Linked DNA regions of Mus musculus: region 2 is linked to region 1. The links are chromatin contacts, called in public Hi-C maps. All regions are on one chromosome and are shown on one strand. The core of a region is the stretch at or near the end of the contact, and the rest is flanking DNA. Distances in the headings are between cores, read along the strand shown. Region 1 overlaps Creb5 (cAMP responsive element binding protein 5). Region 2 has its middle 100 kb from the start of Tril.

Region 1 (5,225 bases), core at 1,599-4,098:
CATTTTCTACATGTGTGGGATCATGGACCAGTGCATCTAGTAGGGTTGCACAATGGTCAAAGCAAAGCCTCAACCTGGCGTCACTCCATCTTTATACACGTTTGCCAGGTAACTCGGGCTTCCCTCTTAGCCTCATTTCCTCCTCTGTAAAATGGGATAATGATAGCCTGGACCTTTTGATGTAGTCATGGGAATTCAATGAAAAAGTGCTTATAAAAATCCATTGTCCCACACTGTGCTATTTTCTTGAGTCTTCACAGCGATCTGATGAGGTGGATGCTATTGTGCCAACATCAGTTGATTAGAGAGGCAAAGCTGAGACCATGTAATCGTCCCTATGGTCTCACTGACCCATGTGACATTATCTCTGGAAGCTATGGGGTGCTCAGTGCATCTGAATTGACCCTTTTGCTTATAGAATAGTGTCTGGGTTAGGTTTCTACTGCTGTGACAAGACACCATGACCAAAAGCTACCAGGGGAGGGAAGTGGTTTTATTTTAGTTTATAGTTCCGAATCACAGTCCATCACTGAGGGAATGTAAGGAAAGGCAGACACCTGGATGGAGGCAGGAACTGATGCAGAGGCCATGATGGCTTGCTCCTCCTGGCTAATACAACATGCTTCCTTAGACGGCCCAAGACCAACTGCACCACTAACAATGGGCAGAGCCCTCCTACATCAATCACTACTTAAGAAATGTCCTCCAGCATGCCTACAGGCCAGTCTTCTGGAGCTTGGGTCAACTCGATAAACACAAACAAATTAAAAAAAAAAAATCAACCAGTGCAGAGAGAAACACAACTAATAGAGATTAGGGGAACTGACTTAAAGTAAACTTGGGGCTAGCACAGGTATAAATAAAAAATTCCAACACAACAAAAAAGTTCTTTACACTTCACCCAATACTTCCAGTCTTGGCTCTTAATTCTAGCCAGGAAGCACAAAAAGCAGATTAAGAAAAATGCCTGATTTCAACCCTAAAATAACTGGAATGTCAACTGGGGTAAGACTGAAGTGGTGAGTCAAAGGACACACACAGGATCCTCATTTTCCACAAAGCCTGTTAGTTTCTTATGCAAAAATGTTGGTTTTAAAAAGATATTGAACTCAACCATTTCAAGCTATGAAACTCATCATTTATTAATCATTCATTAAATATCTGCTATCAAATCCCAATAGATAGTTGCCCAGCCAAGTAAACACTGGCTTTCCAAGGCTTAAACAGAAAGCTAGTTCACAGATTTTCAGTTTTTCTTGCCTGTGTCTGATTTCCATCCCAAACAGACACTTTCAAAACTTGGAAATGTTAGGTCTCAAACCCGGGACAAATGGCTTACTGAAGTGCCTATTGAACATATCAAAGTGTATTAAGGCTGCCAGGTTCTCCCACTATTCCTCAGTCCCTACCTGTAACAGGGGTATGGCTGGCATGACCTGTCCCTTACCCTAAACTTCTCCAGCCCAGGGGCTGGACTGCCCTTCCCCCAACTGCCCTTCCCTATATTATCCAGCCCTTTTGGTTTTCTGGCACATTTTTAGTCTACCCTTTATCTTCCTGGTCTCTTGGTCAGTGGCTCCTCTTCCTTCTCCCCTCCCCCTCTCCTGACAGGGCTTGGCTCAGGGTCAAGTTCATCCCAAACTCTCCCTTTTATCTACAATAAACCTTCTCCTCCACTATACCTAGCCAGGTCCTTCCTTTTTTTCTTTTTCTTTTCTTTCAGAAAATAAAATTAAAATGAGTTACTAAATGCAGTTCTCCTTGGACTTAAGAATTCCCTGACTAGAATGGAGAATATATTCCTTCGCTTATTCAACTGGCCTAAGCATTCCTTTGCATTTACATTCACATTTTTCTTTGTGCGAGTGTAAACCTAAATGATGTGGATTAAATGCCTGCAGAGGGCAGCATGTCGCATCCAGGATCGCGTCTCATTGTGATGACTGGCCTCGCTGCCACCATTGTCACCGTCATCTCTCATAATTGGCCTTGCTGTCACCATCATCTCTGTCACTCTTATGGTGCTGGTATTCCCAATGTTCTCATCTTGGAGATATACTTTTTTAAACATATGTGTGGTTGTTGGGGTGGGAGTGGGCACAAGTGTGTGTGTGTGTGTGTGTGTGTGTGTGTGAGAGAGAGAGAGAGAGAGAGAGAGAGAGAGAGAGAGAGAGAGAGAGAGAGTGCATGCATGCTAGATTGTCCTTGTGGAGGTCATGGGACAGTTTTAAGGAGCTGGTCCAAGGCTGTTGGCCTTCATGCTTCTGGGTGATTCGTTTGTCTCCATCTCCTCTCTCACCTTGGGAACGCTGGGACCACAGAGGCATGCCAGTACATCTTGGTCTTTACATGGGCTCTGGGACACAAGCTTGGGTTATCAGGCTTGCACAGTGAACCCTCTTACCCGCTGAGCCATCGCCCTTGGTCCCAGTCTTACAAAGTTGTAAGGTAGATTCTAGTAACATAATCTTTAGTCTCGTTATGAATATTGACTCTTCATACATTTCTGATACATTATTTAATTCAAATTCAAAAGTCCTCTTATAAGCCCATAACAACAAAGGTGCTGACATAGAGTTTTGTCGACCTGCTATTAGGTAATTTATGAACTTTAACCTGCAGAGACTTCTCTATAACAGAGCCGGTGGCAAGGGAAACCAATGAAAGCAAAGTAACTTCTCTAGATGTGTTCTCACTGGCATTAGTCTCTGCTCAGAAACAAACACTCCATAGAATCTGTTTCTTTAAGATTCTAAAAATAAGTTGATCTGTAAGTGACTTTGCTGTAATGCATACAGTGAGTCAGACAGAGGAGTAATAGCCATTTATAGAATGTGGACTGCACTTTGGACTGGGGCAACCACTTAACCCTCACAAAGGGAAAAGTGGCCTTTCAGATAGATGGTACAGGGTTTGGTCTGTGAGTCTTATTTCTAAAAGGAATCTTATTATAACTCTGGCTAAAAATATTGGACTATGTCCAGAGTCGATCACATGGTCAAATCCTTTGATAAAAAGAAGTTTGTCATGAGATTATATGTGTGCACATCTATGGTCTCTGTGTGCATATTCTGTACTGTGTGGTAATTTTATTATTGGTTGGTTAGTTCAGCTTTTGTCAACTTGACACAACCTAGAGTTATCAGAGAGGAAGGAACCTCAACAAAGACAATGCCTCCATAAGATATGGCTGTAGGCTACCTGTTAGGCATTTTAAATAGTGATTGACGTGGGAGGACCCAGCCCATGGTGTGTGGTGCCACCCTCAGACTGATGGATTTTATAAGAGAGCAAGATGAGCAAGCCAGTAAGCAGCACTCCTTCATGGCCTCTGTATCAGTTCTGCCTGCTAGTTCATAAACCCTTTCTTCCCCATCTTGCTTTTGGTCATCGTGTTTCATCACAGTAATGATAACCCTAACTAAGAATATATAAATATAAATATATATATATATATATATATATATATATATATATATATATATATATATATATAGTCTGTGAAGTCAATCTCTAGATTTGAGTGTTCTGTGTAACCCTGAAACCACACCTGGATGGCAGAGGGTGCTATCATACCACATGTGCATTTCCATGGCAAGCTTGTGTATTAAGGCATATATACCTTAAAGATATATACCTTAAAGATATATACCTTAAACATATGTACCTTAAACATATGTACCTTAAACATATATACCTTTTTGTAGTGCTGTGCATTGACCCTAGAGCCCCATCTCATTCCCTACATTTTATTTCTGATAAAAAAAAAGTAAATAACTTCTTTTTTAAATAGGTATTAGACAGTGACTTAGGATGGCTTTGTGTGAACACAAAAACATCATTTAACATCACTCGCTCTTAGCTTCTTCTCCTATAAAATGGAAATAAGTGCAGACCCTGCTTCAAGAGGCTGAGGAGAGGATGAAGCAGTGCCGCACACGTGAGGTACCCAGGACTCCTAATAAGACTGTTAGGAATGTCACTACTGTTCTTTTCTCCCTGGCAGTTAGAGCATGGTGCAATTTCCTCTTTGCTCTTTTCTAGGACTTTGGATTTCATTGCATTTCTAGCGTGTGCCTTCATAGCCTTGTAAATACTTGCCTTAGAGGTCAAGTCTGGTGGCTAGATGTTGACAAAGTTTCCTTGCATGGCTGATAGAATGAATATTTTAAAGGGCATAAATGACTGAAGATGGAGAGATGGGGGAAAGGAGGAGGAGGAGGAAGAGACACAAGAAAGCATTTTGTAAAGAAGAATTTGCCCCCTTCTCTCATGTGATCTTCATTTACAAACATGTCAGCTGTTGCCTGCACAAGGATCTCAAACCTGGTACACTCGGAAGCAATGCTCTACCAGAACTATGACTTCATTTCAGTGTTACTTGATGACCATCTCCACTATGGTAATAAGATCTTTTTGGTCTTAGTACAATTCAAACCCACTTGAGATTTCCTAACCATCTATTGGCTAACAAACTGGTTGTAAGTATTAGGAAATTCCACCCTGGGACTTGGGGACCTATTTTATTTGGATTATAGGATCTTCTTGAATTAAATCAATAACTCAGTCAGTTGTGTTTCTTTTCATCTCAGGAGACATCTTGGCCTTAAAACACAAACTCACACATTGGAATGCACATGTGGTATGATGACACCACTCTGCTGCCCAGGTGTGGTTCCAGGGTCACATAGAACACTCAAATCTAGAGGTTGACTTCACAGTCCAGCGTAGACACATTGTGTTACTCAAGGGGGTGAGATCATGTGCTGGCATGAATTTATCAGTCTTTTAAATGAATGAAGTTGAATTCAATCTGCTGACCTTGGACCAGAGGCTAGAGATACAGGCAGCATGAAACAAAACAAGTCAAATTGGACAGGAGAAAACCACAGTGTGTGGGATTGCTTTGTTCAGAAGGTGACACTACTGAATTTAGTCTGTGAAGACCTTGTCACATGAGAATCTACAAATAACTATGACCTAAACACGAGAATGAGAGACAACCCATCTAGGAACAAATGGACACATTCCATTGTGGTTGTATAGTGTTTAAAATCTATTTTTGGTCAAAGGAATACTGTAAATGCTTTCCCTTCTACATAGCTATCATAACCCCAACTTTCTGGCTCTCAGTAGTTTTCAACAACTCTACATGCCAATTATATTTTTTGCAAACGACTTTAGCTGGTAAACATTATTCAACCAGAGACATGGGATTCTCCGTG
Region 2 (5,225 bases), core at 700-3,199, 210 kb before region 1:
CTGTGGAGATCGGTTTCTGGAATAGGTCCTGAGGAGGACCAGTCTCTGGTATCATTAATCCAGCAATAGCCTTCTGGGCAGGCACCAGGTTGGCATCAAGGGAAAGAGGATGCTGAGTTCTTCTGGTGATTTTTTCATGATGGTGATATGTTTCCCTTCTGTACAAATGTCTACTCAAGAAAATGGCTGGTTCAGGAAAACTGTCCTCACAACCCACAAGGGAACAGGAGTTATCAGAGACTGCTCATCTCCCAAGAAGCATGACACATTGGGGCAGGAGGATGGGTAGTTGAGAAGCCTCCTTCAAAATCATGGAACGTACAATAGAGAGAGTCATTTCCAAAGGGCTGAGGAGAAACTGGGAAAGAGCCCAAAGGAAGATGTGGAGATCAAGTAAGAACTCCATGGAGAACTCAACTGGATTCCCGTGGAAGGGAGCATTAGGAACAATCCATTTGCATACCATGGTGACAGCAAAACAGATTTAGGGACTGGCTACAGAGTGAGGCAAGACAGGGACTCGTGACACGTGTGTCAATTGGAATGCTCTTTTATTGCTGTTGGTGTCTTTGGTGCGGTAAGTCACGGACACAAGGAGGTGATGTGAGAGATGGGATGAGGTCTTATACTTGACTCCCAGGTTGGCCTAGAACCAGTGGTCTTGCTACTCACAAAGGAGGCTCCTTCCCCCCCCCCCCACCCCATTCTGGCTTGCTTTGCTGTTGCCAACTTTCTACAGCTCTGATCCGTTATCGGCAAGTGTCATCCCTTTGCCATACATAGAAACAGTGAGTGCAAAGAAAATGCACTGTGTGGGCAGATGACTCAGAAAGCTTGACCGTGGGGTAAACAAACATTCTATCTCCAGTGATGATAGACTGAAGGCCCTCAGGGCAGGCTGCTGTCTGCTGCCTCCACAGGCACCTCCTCTTACTGTATCCTTGCATAGCTCCACGCATGCCACCAGCACACACAACAAACCATCAATTAAAGATGGCTTCTGGCCCAGGTTTGAAAACTACCCTGTTGCCCTATAGAGCTCTATGTGTTCACTCCTGCCCTCTCCTCTTCCACTCAGTGCCCAATTTCTTGTCTCTACCCAGCTGGGATTACTGAATCCCAGATAAATGAACAATCCAGTCATCTGGCCCTTGGCGGCACCAACAGACAATCAGAACAGTTGTCTGGTACTCTGCTGGTACTCTGGATTCCCTTCATGCTGCTCCTGATGTCTGCTGAGTGAGTTTTGTCAGGTAATGTTCAACCATAACTATAGGAAGAGGCACGCTAGGAGAAATGGACTTGCCCTATGCCTAAACTGCATGAGCAGTGCTGAACTTCATTGTGCAACCTCAGGAAGGAAGATGGGAGGCAGAGAGACTCGGGAAGTTGAAGCTAGTGCCCACCTATGGAGATCTTGTCTCTGTCCTCTCTGGAAGCCTCAAGCCTGCTTCGACCAGTCTTCCAGTTGATATAGGCCCACTCACATGATCCAGTGTAATCGCCGTTACTTAAATGCAGATGATAGTGACTTCAATAGCATCCGCAAGTGGCTTCACAAGTAACCTCTTTAGAGTCTGATGGGCCAAGGGGACTTTAGCTTGTTCTATTGATACATCAAAAGATGTACCAGGGGTAAATATAAACAAAAGAATAGGTAGATCATGTGGTGGTCTGCAGGTGTGGGGAGGGGGCGAGGCAGGGGAGCAGGTCAGTACTAGAAGGCAGGAAACTGCCAGGTTCTGTTTGGAGTTGGAGGTGCAGTATCATCTAAGACTATTGGGGTAGATTGTGGCCTGAGGCTTTGCGATGTTGAAACACTCAGGTAAGAACAGAGCCCAGTTAGTCGGTCCTGCAGGGTCAAACTCAACAGACAGCATCCCTTCTGTCCCTGCACGCACCTTACAAGGGGTGCAGTTTCCCATGGCGTCGCCAGAGGGCGCCCGAATTGAGGAAACGACCTTAGGAGGTACCCAACAGGTGACCTTCAGGCAGTGATTTCCCTACCCTAGGACACTTACACAGGCTGTCTCTTTAACCTAAAGGCTTCAGTGACTGCAGTCAGAGAATGGCTGGTGCACACACTTTCCTCTGCCGGGGAGAGGCTGGTGGCTGGGAGATGGTCCCAAGGCAGGCTGCCCAAGAGGATATCTGGAGACACTCACCAACCTCCTCTGAGCCTGGATCGGTTCTCCCACTGTCCCGAGGTTTGGAAAAGTATATTGAAACAGGAATGGAACGCAGAACTAGCGTCAACAGTCACCTGGGAAACAGCCCCATTGGTCCAGGCTTCCCTTTCCAAATTCTGGAAAGGTCTGCCACTCTCCTCTACAAAATAGTCGTCTCAATAGCAGCCTCTTCCATCTATAAAATTAGGATCCCAAGACAAGAAACAAATCGTTTTTATTTGTCCCCCTGAATTTTGAGATTTAAAAGGATTCATAATATCACGTGCCTCTCACTTCTCTTTAAACGTGCAGTGTCTGATGGAACACCTTTAAAGGCATTATGGGTTTTCAAGGAAAGAAAAGCCACTACAGGACTTCTATCAAGATTTTCACATAGTGACATTATTTTAAAGCAAGGACAGAAGAAGGCTGGTATGGCTTTTTTTTACATCCCCCAAAGGTGGGCAGTGAGCAAGATGGGGTATAAGAGACAGAAGTAATGAGCGTCTCTGCATTTATTATATGCACTCTGAGAAGTCTAAATTGTGCCCAAAAGGGGCATTTAGACACTCAGAGAGACTGAGCAATAAACACAATTCATACTTAAATACAGCAAAGGTCAGGGAAGGAAGCCCCGTCCTTCTCTTCTCTTCAGATGTGGGTCCAGCTCATGTGTGGGTTTGGAAAACCATGACAGGAACGGGGGTCTGGGAGCCGTCTTGCTGTCAAGAGGTTTCTTGAGTTTCCTTAAGACACTCAGCCTGGATTCATTACGCCTTGTCACAGAATAAAGAGAATTAAATATTTTTCTAAGGCTGCAACTAATCCTAGAACTCAAACACGGAGAGGGGGTCCCACATATGAAAAGTTTGTGACATTTTTATTGGAAATGTGCAGAGATGTTGTGTTTAAATCCTCAAGATGAGGAAAATGACTTTTTTTAAAGAAAAAAAAATCCCAAATGATTTTCATTCGTCTGTCCCCAGACCTCTCCTAGCAGACTCAATTAAATAACATAATATCTTTTTTGAGTCATTTAGAAAAATATTTATATACCAGTGAAAGCAGGGAGAAGCTTTTAAAGATCTTACTAACTGTATGGTAGGATATGGGCAAATCTTGTATTTATGGTGTTTTTTCCACACTAAGCGTTTTTCCTCCCTTTACAGGCACGGGCACAGGCTCTCATTTATTTGCAATCAGTGTGTTCCACAGTCCACAAAGAAACTTTTTTTTTTTTTTTAGAGCAAAACTTGCCCTAATGAAATTCAGTAATTCTTTATAAAAAGAAAAAAGGATCTTTTATATGCATTTTATACGCACGGAATATATAAGTGTGGTGTGTACCTGGTAAGACTGATTTCTGCTGACTCTGTAATACAGGTAAATCAACACGGTCCAAGGCACATTATGGGCCACAATTTATTGGGTTTTTATCTTCAGGTAAAGACTTCTATTAAGAATATACAAGTGTCTGCATACCTAGCCTGCCTTGTTTTTCACAGGGGTGTATACATAATCTCTTTTTAAATTTGCTTAATCAAAGCTTGCTATATTGAATACATTTAATTGGAATCCAGTGGTTAAAATATAAAAATTTACTGCTGTAGAAAAGTTTTGATTAGTACTTTCCATTAGTGAGTGTTGTTGATAAACCCTCCAACTGCACATTTGCATCCAGACAACTGACTTGGCCTTCAACTCCACAAATACATTATTTCCCATAAATATTCTTAATGAAAGAGCTGGTCTGTTTCAGAGGAAGTAAAGGCAGTGAAGAATTTTACATAATTGGGGGGGGGGGTGAAGGTACCAACCTTGATAAACACATGCATGGGGGCCTGGGAGGGTGAATTATTAGGTGTGGAAAATAGAGTCTAGGAATGCTCTCTCACACGGAGAACCCTCAAGCTCCGTGAGAGCCTAGCAGAAGCAAGCTTCGTCTCTTCCCTGTCCTTCGTCCTCACTCAAACCAAGAATCCGATGGGGGTGGGGAAGGTTTTTTGCTCTGCTGAAATATTTTGAGAAGATGGCAATTAATGCTATATTTTATCAAAATGTAAGAAATAAATAAGTGGAAGGAAAAAAATAAGGAAGGGGAGGTGGACAGATTTCCAATTCTCAGAAATTTTCGAATTAATCATCTTCTGACATTTTCCTACCACTTTGCAAAACATTAGTTAATAGCAAAAGTGAGAATAAGATGCAGCCTTAAGGGGATTCATCTCTTCTTTACCCCGTTATGAGCTAGATATCCAGAAGGACACCAAGGCTCGATGGCCTGACCCAATCTGGAGTGATGGTGGTAGCTGCTTCGATACCTACCATAAGTCACCCTCGCAAGCTCTGTCCCTCACTGCTGATTTCTGAGTTCTGATTTCACAGGCCACAGGGGAAAGCCTTGTGCATGGACACTGAGGTCCGAGTCTGGATTCTTCTAATACTTGATTTTAATCCACTCTTAAGAATGAGTGATGCTTAAGTACAATCCTCTTGTCGTTCTGCGTTGATTAAATCCTATTGGCCAAGGCTTCCTGTGGAACTGTGTGCCATGGGAAAAGGAATCCAAACAGCAGCAAGTGGAGAGAGGGCACAAAGTCTACTACATACACGCAAGACAATGTCACCATGCCGCCCCGTCGCTTTGTGTATGTGCCTGCTGCCACATTAGAAGCATGATGAAGCAGGTGTTCTGGAATGTTGCATGCTCGCCTCCTCTAACCCCTTATTCACAAAGATCTGGAAGATGACGACTATGTATGGCAGCTGTAAGAGACTGTTTAGTTGCTTCCTTGATGGTGAGATAGGGTCTGTGAAGGCGTATAACCTATGGCTTACTCTTTGATCTCTCTTCACCTATGGAAAACTGAAAGCGGTTAAAGAGCAATGTGGAGCCACACACTTGTTCTCAGTTGTTGAACTCACTGCCGTTAGCTAATGAGGAACCTGTGCAGGGCGTCTGACCCTCTGGAGCTTCCCGAGGCTCTTTCCTTGCAAAACTATCACCTCTGCAAATGGAAAGTAACTCAATGATGGCAGAGACTAATACTCACTAAG

What was found. Hi-C and Micro-C count contacts between places; a contact is called where the count stands out from the background.
Region 2: a contact with region 1 is called in a Hi-C map of bone marrow-derived macrophages, with 26 read pairs. The contact joins two enhancer-like sites. A contact is called at or near these places in 1 of 39 promoter capture datasets (embryonic stem cells), 7 of 15 datasets of contacts at CTCF or cohesin (CD8 T cells, embryonic stem cells, large pre-B cells and 2 more), 56 of 484 Hi-C or Micro-C datasets (the AML12 cell line, B cells, the C10 cell line and 18 more), 10 of 115 datasets of contacts at active chromatin or transcription factors (CD8 T cells, bone marrow-derived dendritic cells, embryonic stem cells and 2 more) and 1 of 9 other capture datasets (embryonic stem cells).

The regions. Positions count from the first base shown.
Region 1 is chr6:53,506,899-53,512,123 of GRCm38.p6, reverse strand. The region is part of intron 5 of Creb5 (cAMP responsive element binding protein 5); the gene reads right to left. Among named protein-coding and RNA genes, the nearest start is that of Gm38814, 16 kb to the right of the region's middle. Within about 2 kb of position 2,848, at least 6 of the 459 cell types and tissues checked have an H3K27ac peak or open chromatin away from gene starts, as enhancers often do. A contact at or near this core is called in bone marrow-derived macrophages, where this site is marked.
Region 2 is chr6:53,718,540-53,723,764 of GRCm38.p6, reverse strand. No RefSeq gene overlaps it. Among named protein-coding and RNA genes, the nearest start is that of Tril, 100 kb to the left of the region's middle. Within about 2 kb of position 1,949, at least 13 of the 459 cell types and tissues checked have an H3K27ac peak or open chromatin away from gene starts, as enhancers often do. A contact at or near this core is called in bone marrow-derived macrophages, where this site is marked.